Linked DNA regions of Manis pentadactyla: region 2 is linked to region 1. A link is a contact called in public Hi-C data. All regions are on one chromosome and are shown on one strand. The core of a region is the stretch at or near the end of the contact, and the rest is flanking DNA. Distances in the headings are between cores, read along the strand shown. Region 1 holds the start of METTL8 (methyltransferase 8, tRNA N3-cytidine). Region 2 holds the start of TLK1 (tousled like kinase 1).

What was found. A called contact is a pair of places that touch in the nucleus more often than the background predicts.
Region 2: a contact with region 1 is called in a Hi-C map of skin fibroblasts, with 5 times the contacts expected there. The contact joins the promoter of TLK1 here to the promoter of METTL8 in region 1. A contact is called at or near these places in 2 of 3 Hi-C or Micro-C datasets (fibroblasts and skin fibroblasts).

What each region holds. Positions count from the first base shown.
Region 1 is chr6:64,787,475-64,792,725 of mManPen7.hap1, forward strand. METTL8 (methyltransferase 8, tRNA N3-cytidine) reads left to right here and starts at 3,289. Exons shown (of 8, transcript XM_057503916.1): 1 at 3,289-3,749. DCAF17 (DDB1 and CUL4 associated factor 17) reads right to left here and starts at 3,206. Exons shown (of 13, transcript XM_057503914.1): 1 at 2,990-3,206; 2 at 2,474-2,577. The coding sequence starts at 3,115.
Region 2 is chr6:65,064,367-65,069,617 of mManPen7.hap1, forward strand. TLK1 (tousled like kinase 1) reads left to right here and starts at 2,906. Exons shown (of 21, transcript XM_036917804.2): 1 at 2,906-3,197. The coding sequence starts at 3,059.

The sequences.
Region 1 (5,251 bases), core at 2,039-4,538:
GGTGAGGCTTAGAACATCCCCCCTCATGTTCTGAGAGAAATCTTCTGCATACATGGATGTTTATTGCCCTCGTCTAGCTCGGATTAACACATAGTCTACAGGCACACACCTGATCATCTACATTTGCTCTCTTACAACACTAAACTCTGTTTTCTACCTTTATCTCGTATCTACCTACCACTTCAGCATTTTATTAAAAATAATAATAATAGAGAAATGTGGTATCCACATATAAATCAAGTTTAAAAATCAAATGAATATTCATATTTGAACTGTGTATAGTTCATAATGTATGAACAAAACCGAAAGCTTCTGTGATGACTGCCCTTGCACTGTTCACCATGTAACTTATTCACTATGTAAGAATTTGTACTCCATGTAAGAATTTGTTCATTATGCATCAGAAGATTGGAGACTGACGAAAATTAGGCTTGGGGTGGATTAATGATTGTGCATTGAGTATTGACCCCCCTATACAGAAATTTATTGTGGTTAAGAACTATTTGATCAATAAATATGAGAGATGCCCTCACAAAATATATATATATATATATATATATATATATATATATATATATATATAAACACACTTCCAATTATAAAATAAATAAGTAACCGGGATGTAATGTATAGCATAAGGAATATAGTCAAAATATTGTAACAACTTGGTATGGTGATACCTGGTACCTAGAATTATCATGTATATAAATGTTGAATCACTGTGTTGTACACCTGAAACTAATGTAATGCAATACTGTTTTTAACTACCCTTCAATTAAAAAAAAAAAAAAGTGGTATTACATAATGATAAAGAAGTCACTTCTCCACAAAGACATAAAAATCCTCAATGTGTATGCATCTAACAAGAGAATCAAAATACATGAGACAAAAACTGACAGAACACAAAGAGAAAAAAACAAACCCACTATTATAGTTAGAGATTTCAAAAAAATTTCAATCAGTAAAAGATAGATCCAGCAAGCAGAAAGTCAATAAGGAGACAGCTGAACTGAACAGTAGCATCAATCAACTAGATCTGACATCTATAGAATACTTCATCCAATGACAGCAGAATACAGACTCTTCTCAAGCTCACAAGAAGCATTCACCAACATAGACCACAGTCTGGGTCATAAACACATCTTAACAAATTTAAAGGACTAGAAATAATACAAAGTATGCTCTCAGACCACAAGGGAATTTAATTAGAAATCAGTAATAAAGATAGAAAATCCCCAAATACTTGGAGATTAAACACACTTCTAATTAATGCATGGGTCAAAGAAGTCTCAAGATAAATGTAAAAATGTTTTTAACGAAATGAAAACGAATAAATATATTGACATTTGTGAGATGCAGTAAAAACAACACTTACTGGGAAATGTATCTATTAGAAAAGGAGAAGAGCTCCCAGATTGGTGAACCCATCTCCACGTGGTCAGGGAGAAGAACATGCTCAGGGAGCATGAAAGCTCTGTGCCTCTTTCCACATACCTTGCCCTGTCTCTCTCTCTCATCTGGCTGCTCCTGAATTACATCCTTTTATAATAAACTTGTAATCTACTAAGGAGCCAGTCACAGAAGAGTGTATATTATGTGATTCCATTTCTATGAAATGTCCAGGATAGGTGAAACATAAGATAGAAAGTAGATTACCATTTGCTTAGGGCTGAGAGTGATGGAGGTAATAGTATAATAGCTAAAGGGTATAAGGAGTTTGTTTTTGAAGTGATGAAAATATTCTAAAACTAACTGTAGTGGTAATTGCCTATATGAGCCACCAATTGCTCATTAAATTTATTGACTTAATTTCAATAAAATAATTGAACTGTATATACACTTTAAATGGGTGAATTGTATGGTATATGAATAAAGCTCTTTTAATAAAGCTTTTTGCAAAAAATGAACATGCCATGTATTTTAGAGAAGCAAACTTAGGTATGGCATGTTTGAAATATGGTTTAGACTACTTAACAAAGACGTTAACAAAAAGGGGACATTGGCATAGATAAGTAAATGTGGCAAAATCTTGGTTGTTTTGAATTTAGATAGTTGGTATAGTATACATACTATTCTCTACTTAAGCAAACTTGAAAATTTTCTCAGCAAACAAAGGCAAGTGCTTCCAAAACGAAACAGAAATTCTTCTCTAATTATTAGATACATGGCTGCCTTGACTTTGGTATCTTTCAAGAATAGAATACTTCATCATACTCTCAGCCATCTATCATTTTGCCTGCACTATATAAAGTAAGATTGTTTTAAATTAGCGTTTACGGACATGAAGCCAGGAACTTTAGATTTAGCAAAATTTTAAGCTACATGATGCATTTTACTCTCCTACTGTTATTTTGCACCTATTTTTCCATTCTGTTATTTCACTAAACACTAATGTAGGCATGTGGTTCCATACAAATTAGAGTTAAGATCAACAGCGAGGCGGATTACAGCAATAATTTTCACCAAAAGATACCTGCTAACACAGCACCGATAATTGTCAAAATATATTCTTCCTCTCTCATAGGCTATAGGTGACTTGGAATGAGTTGTCCACACATTCTTAAATTTAGTACTTTCCTGAAAGACACAAGAATTTCGGTTTAGGTAATAACTCATGAGCCTCTATCGTGTACCAAAATTTTAAGTTAAGACAGGTTTTACAGTTTTCCACGTAATCTCACATACGTTATTTAAATGCAGCATGTTCAATTCTTCCTCACTCTGCCCTGACGTTCGGGTTTTAGCGGGATGACTAACTTCTAGAGATTGCTTGCAGGAAGACATAAGCAGCTTAAAACTAAAAACATACGGATTCCCTATTAATAACTATTTACAAATCCCCCAGGTTCAGCGCCTGGATCCCACTACCCGTCGCATGTTATCTTCTTAAGAGAGGGCTGTAACGCGTAAAAACTGCAGCTCAATAGTTACAGTATTGATTGCGGTCGCGCTCTGCCCTTAGTCGCGGTCCCAGCCGGCGGGCCGTCACCTGGCACACCAGCGCCCGCAGGATGCCCAGGTTCGTCCTCTGCACCACGCCTGCGTCGCGCGAGAAACAGCCCAAAGCCCGGCGACTCAGCCGGCGGCACACGTTGGGCTTCTGCGTCGGGCCCATGGCGGCGCGGGGTTGCTGTACGAAGAGGGCAGCGCCCCGCACTCTCGCGCTGAGCAGCGGCCTCTGCCTCCGAACCTCCAGGCCCCGGTTCTCTGAGGCGCACCGGAAAAGCTAACACGTGGAGCGGGACGGGAGACGTACGGCAGAGGGCCCAGGGAAATCGGAGCAGGGAGATCCGCCGAACGCGGAGAGGGAGGGAAAGACCACGCCCACCCGGCTGACCCCTCAAGCCCCCTAGCGATCTGGAGCCGGCAGCGGACAGGACAATGCTACGTCCCCGTAAGGCGAGGCCTGCTGGAGGCTGTCCCTCACCGGGAAATGTAGTTCCCAGCGCCATCTGAGAGAGACTGTTTCTTTTCCCAGAACTACACTTCCCGTCAGGCGTCGGGCACGAGGGCGCAACCAGGCCCCGCCCCAGCTCGTCGCTCCTCCCCCGCGCGGGAGCCCTGGAGGCGCTGTGCTTCCACCTCATGGTCTCTGTTCGCTGTGAGCGCCCTGCGCTAGGGGGTCTGCCTCTTGCTGCTGCGAGATCCCCGCGCCTTTCAGCCCCAGACTTCTGCTCTGGGAGCTGGCGGGGTGCCGAGAGGGGTGCTGTGTCCAGTGTGATCTCCCAAAGCAGCGTCCTGTGCAAAAGGTACGCCCCACGGCTTTCCCTCCAGTCTCACGTTGGATATTGTGGATGAGGTTGACGGCTAAACATTTTGGGTCTATAAACACTTTGCTTTTGTATGAGTCAGTGGTGGAGGATGCTGTCATTCCCACCAAACTAGGGTTGAATTAGTTTTTCCCAGAGGGCCGCCCTTCTGTGGCCTGCGGGAACACAAACTGTTTTTGCTTTAAGTGCTGCATTTTCCTTCCTGTCGTCTTTTTTTTTTTTTTATTAATTTCTCCGTAATGGGAAGAAAATATGAAATGGATACATTCTTACTGCACTAAGATAGGATAACTGTTAACCAGCTCTGCCTGTAGGGTCAACGTTCTCTCCGCACCACATTTTCCGTAATCAAGCACCAGCGGTGTCTCGTTGCTTTGCTGTTAAGTCCCCTGAGGGTGGTATCTTTGCATCTCCCACGTGGGCTTGTCATGCAAACTCTGGGAAGTGATCTCATCTGACTGAGAGCAAAAAATGCATTACTAGGTGAGTGCGTTGGATCACAGTGTAAATGTTCAGTAAAAATTTGTCGTATCTTTTAAACTCTTCACAGCCTGGGCTTTTGCTGATTTTTCAGGACTTATTTGCAGGGTAATGTGGAGTGCTTTGTATATTTTTAGAGAGTGCTGTAATAGTTAATTTGGTAATTCATGAATGCAGCTGTCACTGAGAAAACTGAGATCCAGAAAATACAAATTTTCTTTGGCTGAAATGAAATTCAAATCATTTCTGAATTGAATCCATCATCTCTCTTTTTCTCCTTCCCTTTCACCCCCACCTGTTTATCTTCCTGTGGTCTTTATCTCACCACCAAGTCACCCAAAGGACATTCTGATTGCCCTTCTTTTCCTCACACAACCAAGTTCTTTTGATTCTAACTTTTATCCATCTGTTCTGTGGCCTGTGGGGACATAACCCCTGGCCTCACCATTTTATCACATTATTGTATTAGGTAGCCTTTTTTCTGTCTTACTTAAATATTTTTAATTCCAAACCTTAATACTGCTGCTGGAGTGATTTTTCTAAAACACAAATCTCTCCTTTCCCTATTTTAAAATCTTTTAGTGGTTCCCAACCACCCAGAGCAGAATTTCTCAAACCCAAATAGATACCCAGGATTCTTTATTGTTAGCTTAAAATATATTCAGTATGTTAAATATATGCAAATATAAAACTATATATAGACTCCTTATGTTTCATCTTTTATACAACTGTTAAGTCCCAAAGAGTTATAAGTCAAATGAGGCAAAGCTATAAAACAAATAAATTCAAATGAATACTTATACATTGTTTCTAATGAGACTGTTTTTGCTGGATCTAACATGCTCCAAGAGTCAATGTTCACTGTCCTCCATGTCGTGATATCCTTACAGAAAGGCCTGTCTGTATTGTCCTTGTGTTGAGAGATTACTCAATGCACTTACCTCTTTTCTTTATTTAAACCACTGCAAAAACTTTCTTTGTTCAGTGTCATGATTTCACTT
Region 2 (5,251 bases), core at 1,656-4,155, 280 kb after region 1:
TCACTTCTCATAATCATTTTATGAAATTATGTATTTGCTCAACTTGTGTCCAGGCCTTTTTATGCTTAATTACTCAAGAAATACATGATTCATTGTACAAAGTTTGGAAAAGCATAAAGAAGGAAAGAATAATTACATAATCTCACAATCCAAGGCTAGCCAATATTAACTTCTTGGGATGCATCCTTGCAGTCATTTGTTATGCATATGTACAAACAGGCATCATATGTACTTTTTTGCTGGCTTGAAAATTTTATCATCTCTTTCAGTATTCTTTGAAAATGATTTTAAGTGACAGCATGACATACCATTTTCAGGCTAAAACAGTCTATTTAGTTCCATATTCTTAGCAGTTGCGGCCTTATAAGTATATTGTAACTACATCATAAACTACAAGAAAGCAGGAATCAATCACTTAATTGTCCTTCTTGGACAACACTCATAACAAAAATATATCTAAAGTAATTGGATTATGCTGTGATCTTTTAATTACCAATTAAAATAAAAAGAGTCAATCTGCATAAAATGTAACCCTGGCTGCTATGAAGGTTATCTGAAGCTCTGTAGAGTGGGAGGAAGATAACCTATCATCAGATCTCTGTGTAAGGTCTTGGAATTGGTAGAAGTGTTAGAGATCACCTAGTGACTCTCTTTTTAATAAATAAGGAAATTGAATCAACAAAGGTTGTAACTAGTTGAGACTAACACCTAGGTCTCTTGACTTCCTTCCTGTCCTAGCTCTTTTTACCACAATGAGCTAAGCTTACTTTTTTAAAATACAGAAGAGCACACATTTACCTACAAGTCCTTATAGGAACTGTTTCCCTTAGAGTACATGTACTTTGCTATAAAAATGTAATGGTAAAGTCTTAAGTATGTATTCAAGAGAAAGGAAAGCATACATCCACACACAGACTTGTACACAAACATTCATAGTAGCATTACTGGTCAAAAAGTGGAAATAACACAAATGTCCATCAACTGGTGAATGTATAAACAAAGTATGGTATATTCATACAATGGCATACTCATTTAAAAAAAGAAATAAACTATTGATAAATTCAACAATGTAGATGAATCTCAACATAATTATGTTGAGTAAAAGAAGCCAGACAAAATAAGTACAAACTGTATGATTCTGTTTGACTAAAATTCTGGGAAATGCAAATTAACCTAAGTAACAGAAAGTATATCTGTGGTTTCTTAGGGATGGGGGTGGAGTCAAAGAGGAACCTCAAAAGGGTAGAGGAAACTTTGGAGGCTAATGGATATATTCATTAATGTGATTGTAGAAATGGTTTCAGGAGTGTATACATGCCAAAACGTATCAAACTGTACACTTTAAATATGTGCAGCTTATATTGCATGTCAATTATATCTCACTAAAGCTGCTTAATTTGTGAGATATACCTCTTAAGTTTGAAAAAGAACATGACTAAAAAAAACTCCCTTAAGAATTTGTAGCCTAAGAAAACTAAAATTACTTCTGAAGATGGCAACGAAGGTTCTCTTCTTGTATGATAGTTTATCTGAATAAAACATTACTATGAGAAATGCAAAGTCATAAAAATGAAAGATAGAAATGACATTTTTGTCCCCCTGGTAATCATGCCATTTCCTCATGCCTCTACAGTTGCTCTATATCATAATCTTTTCAGTGCTCTATTCAATTTGGTTTCTTAAAAGGAGCAGTAACCTTGTTGTATTTTTCATTAAAGGGCTCTTTTCATGTACAAGGTTCCCAACCCCTGGTTGGTGTGTCTGTACATGTGTGGGTGTGTAGAAAACTACACTGTGTCTATAAATTTTAGCAAATGCTGTAATTTGCCTTGGGATTTTGTAGCCGGAACTCAACAACAGCACTGGAAACAAATTGGAACTTTCCAGAAACCATCCCTCTTCTACAAGATGAACACTAGTTTCCCTAAATATGTGCACTTCGTAATCAAAATTTTCTCTTTAGCTTTTCCACTTAGTTTTAAAACAAATAATTGTTATACCACACATACACTGCACGACACCGGTTAAGGTTTCTTTTTAGAAAATACATAAAGTTTTATTTGTATTCCCTTCCCCACCCGCCCAACTTATTTTCTTTGCTCGTTTACTTGGTAATCATTCTCATTCTGCAAACGGGGAGACGCACACAAGATTCTTTTGCACAGTAAGACGCAACTCTCAACTTTTCAGTTCCATTTTGAGAAATGATCACAACGAACTCCTTAGAAACAACGGCCCAGCGAGAGCAGAAGCATTTCTCCCAGGCTGGGTGTGGGTCGAGAGCCAAGCGCGCTTCCGAAGGAGAGAGGGGGAGTCAGGTGGCAACCGAGCGGGAGCCCAAGCCCAAGGCGCGGCGGGGGCGCGTACGGTGCGCGCCTCCCTCCGGCCGGAGCCGGGAGGCTGCCCCAGCGTCCGCGAGCCCGCCGGCCAAGGCTCCGGGGCCGCGCTGCGAGGCGCCGGGGAGCGGGGCGCTCGGCGCACCACCCCCAGCCCCCAGCCCTTAGCAGATCCCTCCCCCATGCCTGCTGCCGCGGCCGCCACTGCTACCGGAGGCGCAGGAGCCTCGCGATAGTGTTTGCACAGGCGGCGCGTGACGCCGCCGCCGCCTGAAACTGATGCAGAGGTTACCCCGCCGCCTCAGCCGCCACCCACTGCCCGCCGCCGCCACCCAGGCGACGCCGGGCGCCGACGCACTGCAGAGGTGCCGGCAGGTTCCGCTCGCGGAAGTCTCGGCCGGCGCAGCCCGCGCTCCGCCCGCGCCCCAGCGGACGCCCCCTCGACGCCTCCGCGCTCTCTGCCTCCGCCTCTTCCCCGGCGCGCCCTCCTGCTCCCTCGCGTCTCCCCCTTTCCCTCCTCCCCGTCCCCTCTCCTCCCCTCACCTCTTTCCCTGCTCACCTCCCCCTCTTGGTTTCCTCCCCTACCCCCTTGACTCTCCCCTCCCTGCCCTCGCTCTCCCGCTCGCCCTCAGCGCGGCCCCCGCCATGACGGAGGCGGGTGCCGGTGCCGTTGCCGCCGCTGCCGTCGCAGGGGGGGAGTCGGGTTCCCAGAAAGTAGCTTGATGAGTGTCCAAAGTAGCAGTGGAAGTTTGGAGGGGCCGCCATCTTGGTCCCAGCTCTCCACGTCTCCAACCCCGGGCTCGGCGGCGGCGGCCAGGTCCCTGCTGAATCACACGCCGCCATCTGGGAGACCCAGGGAAGGTAAGCACCGTCGCGCCCGCGCCCCCCGGGTCTCCTCCTGCCCGACCCCCGGTGGGGGATGGTGGCGAGGGGAGGGGAGGCCGCTGGGCGCCCGGGAGGTAGTGCGCTGGCTGTGGGTGGTGGTTCGCGGGTGGCGGAGGAGACGGCGAGGGGGTGCGCTCTGACGGGGACGGGGCGAGGCGTACAGCCTTGCCGGGGGTTCCTGAGAGCCAGTCCTGCTAGCGTGGTAAGTCTTGCCCTGGACGCGAGCCCCTTTCTGCTCCATTTACTAGTACACTCAGTACTCTTAACCTCCTGGCCTCTGGTCTCTGGTGGGTTTTCCCTCCCCGTTGAAGCATTCATCCTTGAGCCCCCTCCCCTTCCCTTTCGCACTCCTCCCATAGAGGCGGTCCTGGCCCTGCGAACCTTGCTGCCGGGGACCTGGAGGATGCCCACGGCTTGCAGGGTCTCTGCCCTTTGGGGAAAGCCTCTGAAATTATCAAAGCCGACTTTGATCCCCTGCTTGGCCTCCTAGAGCAATTTAAACGACAGACTGACTCGTGGGCAGGGTTTTTAAACCACCCCTCCAGATGGTTGCAACTTTCTCTGCTTCGCCATCACCTCCTCCTGCGTTTGTGTGTGCTCTCTCTACTGCAAGTAGGCTGCTGTTCTGACAGGGTCGCGAATTTTGTAGGAAATCTGCGTAAAGGTTACTGCAAACACGCACCAGCTCGGTTACAATTGTTTTCCAAGTTTTCTGGTTTCTTGCATGCAAGTGTGCTGCCACCAGATGTAGCAGTTACACAGCTAGTAAGACACAGGAGTGCTTATTGATACTAAAATTTCAACTTGCTGTATTTAACTTTAAGTATACGACATAAAAGGAAATTTGGGAGAACACGCGTTTATGGGGGGAAAATAAATGTGCATGGAATCATGTTTAAAGCTCTTTTGTCTGGAAAACGTTTAGCGGTAGTCATCAGCAATGGGTTCACTCCCAGTAGTATCACACAAGGAGACTGTAGCCACATTTTCCAAAAAACGTCTGGAAGTCAATAGTCGAGTGAGTCTTTTAAGGAAATCGGAGCTTTTATTTATGTAGGAATTGGTGTGATTAATTTATTTTGGAAATATTTATTACTCAGCTTTGACGATTGTTAAATATTTTGTGCCCAGAATCCAGTGGTTCAGGCATAGCGTTCTTTGTCATTTTTTTTCCTGTGAGCATGTGTGAAAGTGACAATAGGCTCAAAGATTGGCATGAATTTGCTCTAGAAATTCATGGAAGGATTTGATTTATGGCGTCCATTAAGCATGCTGAATACATTGACAGACATTTTTCCCTTTCCATTTCATCCCCAACATTGGGTTCTCATAATTAGAAGGTAAGAGTTTATTAATTGACTGACTAAATCAAATTTAGTACATCTGGTGATTTTCCTTTTTGCACTTGGAATTTTAAAATCTATTTTGTAAATAGAGCAGTTAGTGCTTTTAGTGTGCTTTTACTTTTGTTTGTAGTTTCATTAGGAGGAATGATAGTGCAATGAGTGATAGTAAACGATCTTGGAAAAGACTGCCTTTTCTCTCTTTAAAAAGGCTGTACCTTTTTTCACTCATTCACTGATTCCTTCATTTTTTAACACTTACTGAGCCATTTTTATGAGCCAGGCACTGTACTGGATACTGAGGACATAATGTTTAATCTGAAGTATCTATTAAATCAGTATTAGTAATTTTGGGGCTGCAAAATCTAGATTGTGAGTTACTGAGGCTGCCTCAACTTTGGTTTGAAAACTTTATTTTGCACTTTTCCTGATGTGTGAAGATTTTGAGGCATTGCAATAATTTAGCTTGAACTTCCAAATAACCAGAATTTTTTCCAGGAGTTTAGATTACAGTAGATTTTTATGTAACCTGAACTAGTGATTCTTTGTTAAATTAATGAAGTAACAGGACATGCTTTGTGTAAGTTAGACTTCACACCAAGTACTTCTGTGGCCACAGTGGTATATTTCTTTCAGACAAACCAGCATGTAAGTTAAAACTGTGTTAATCCTCTCTAGGGTTATATA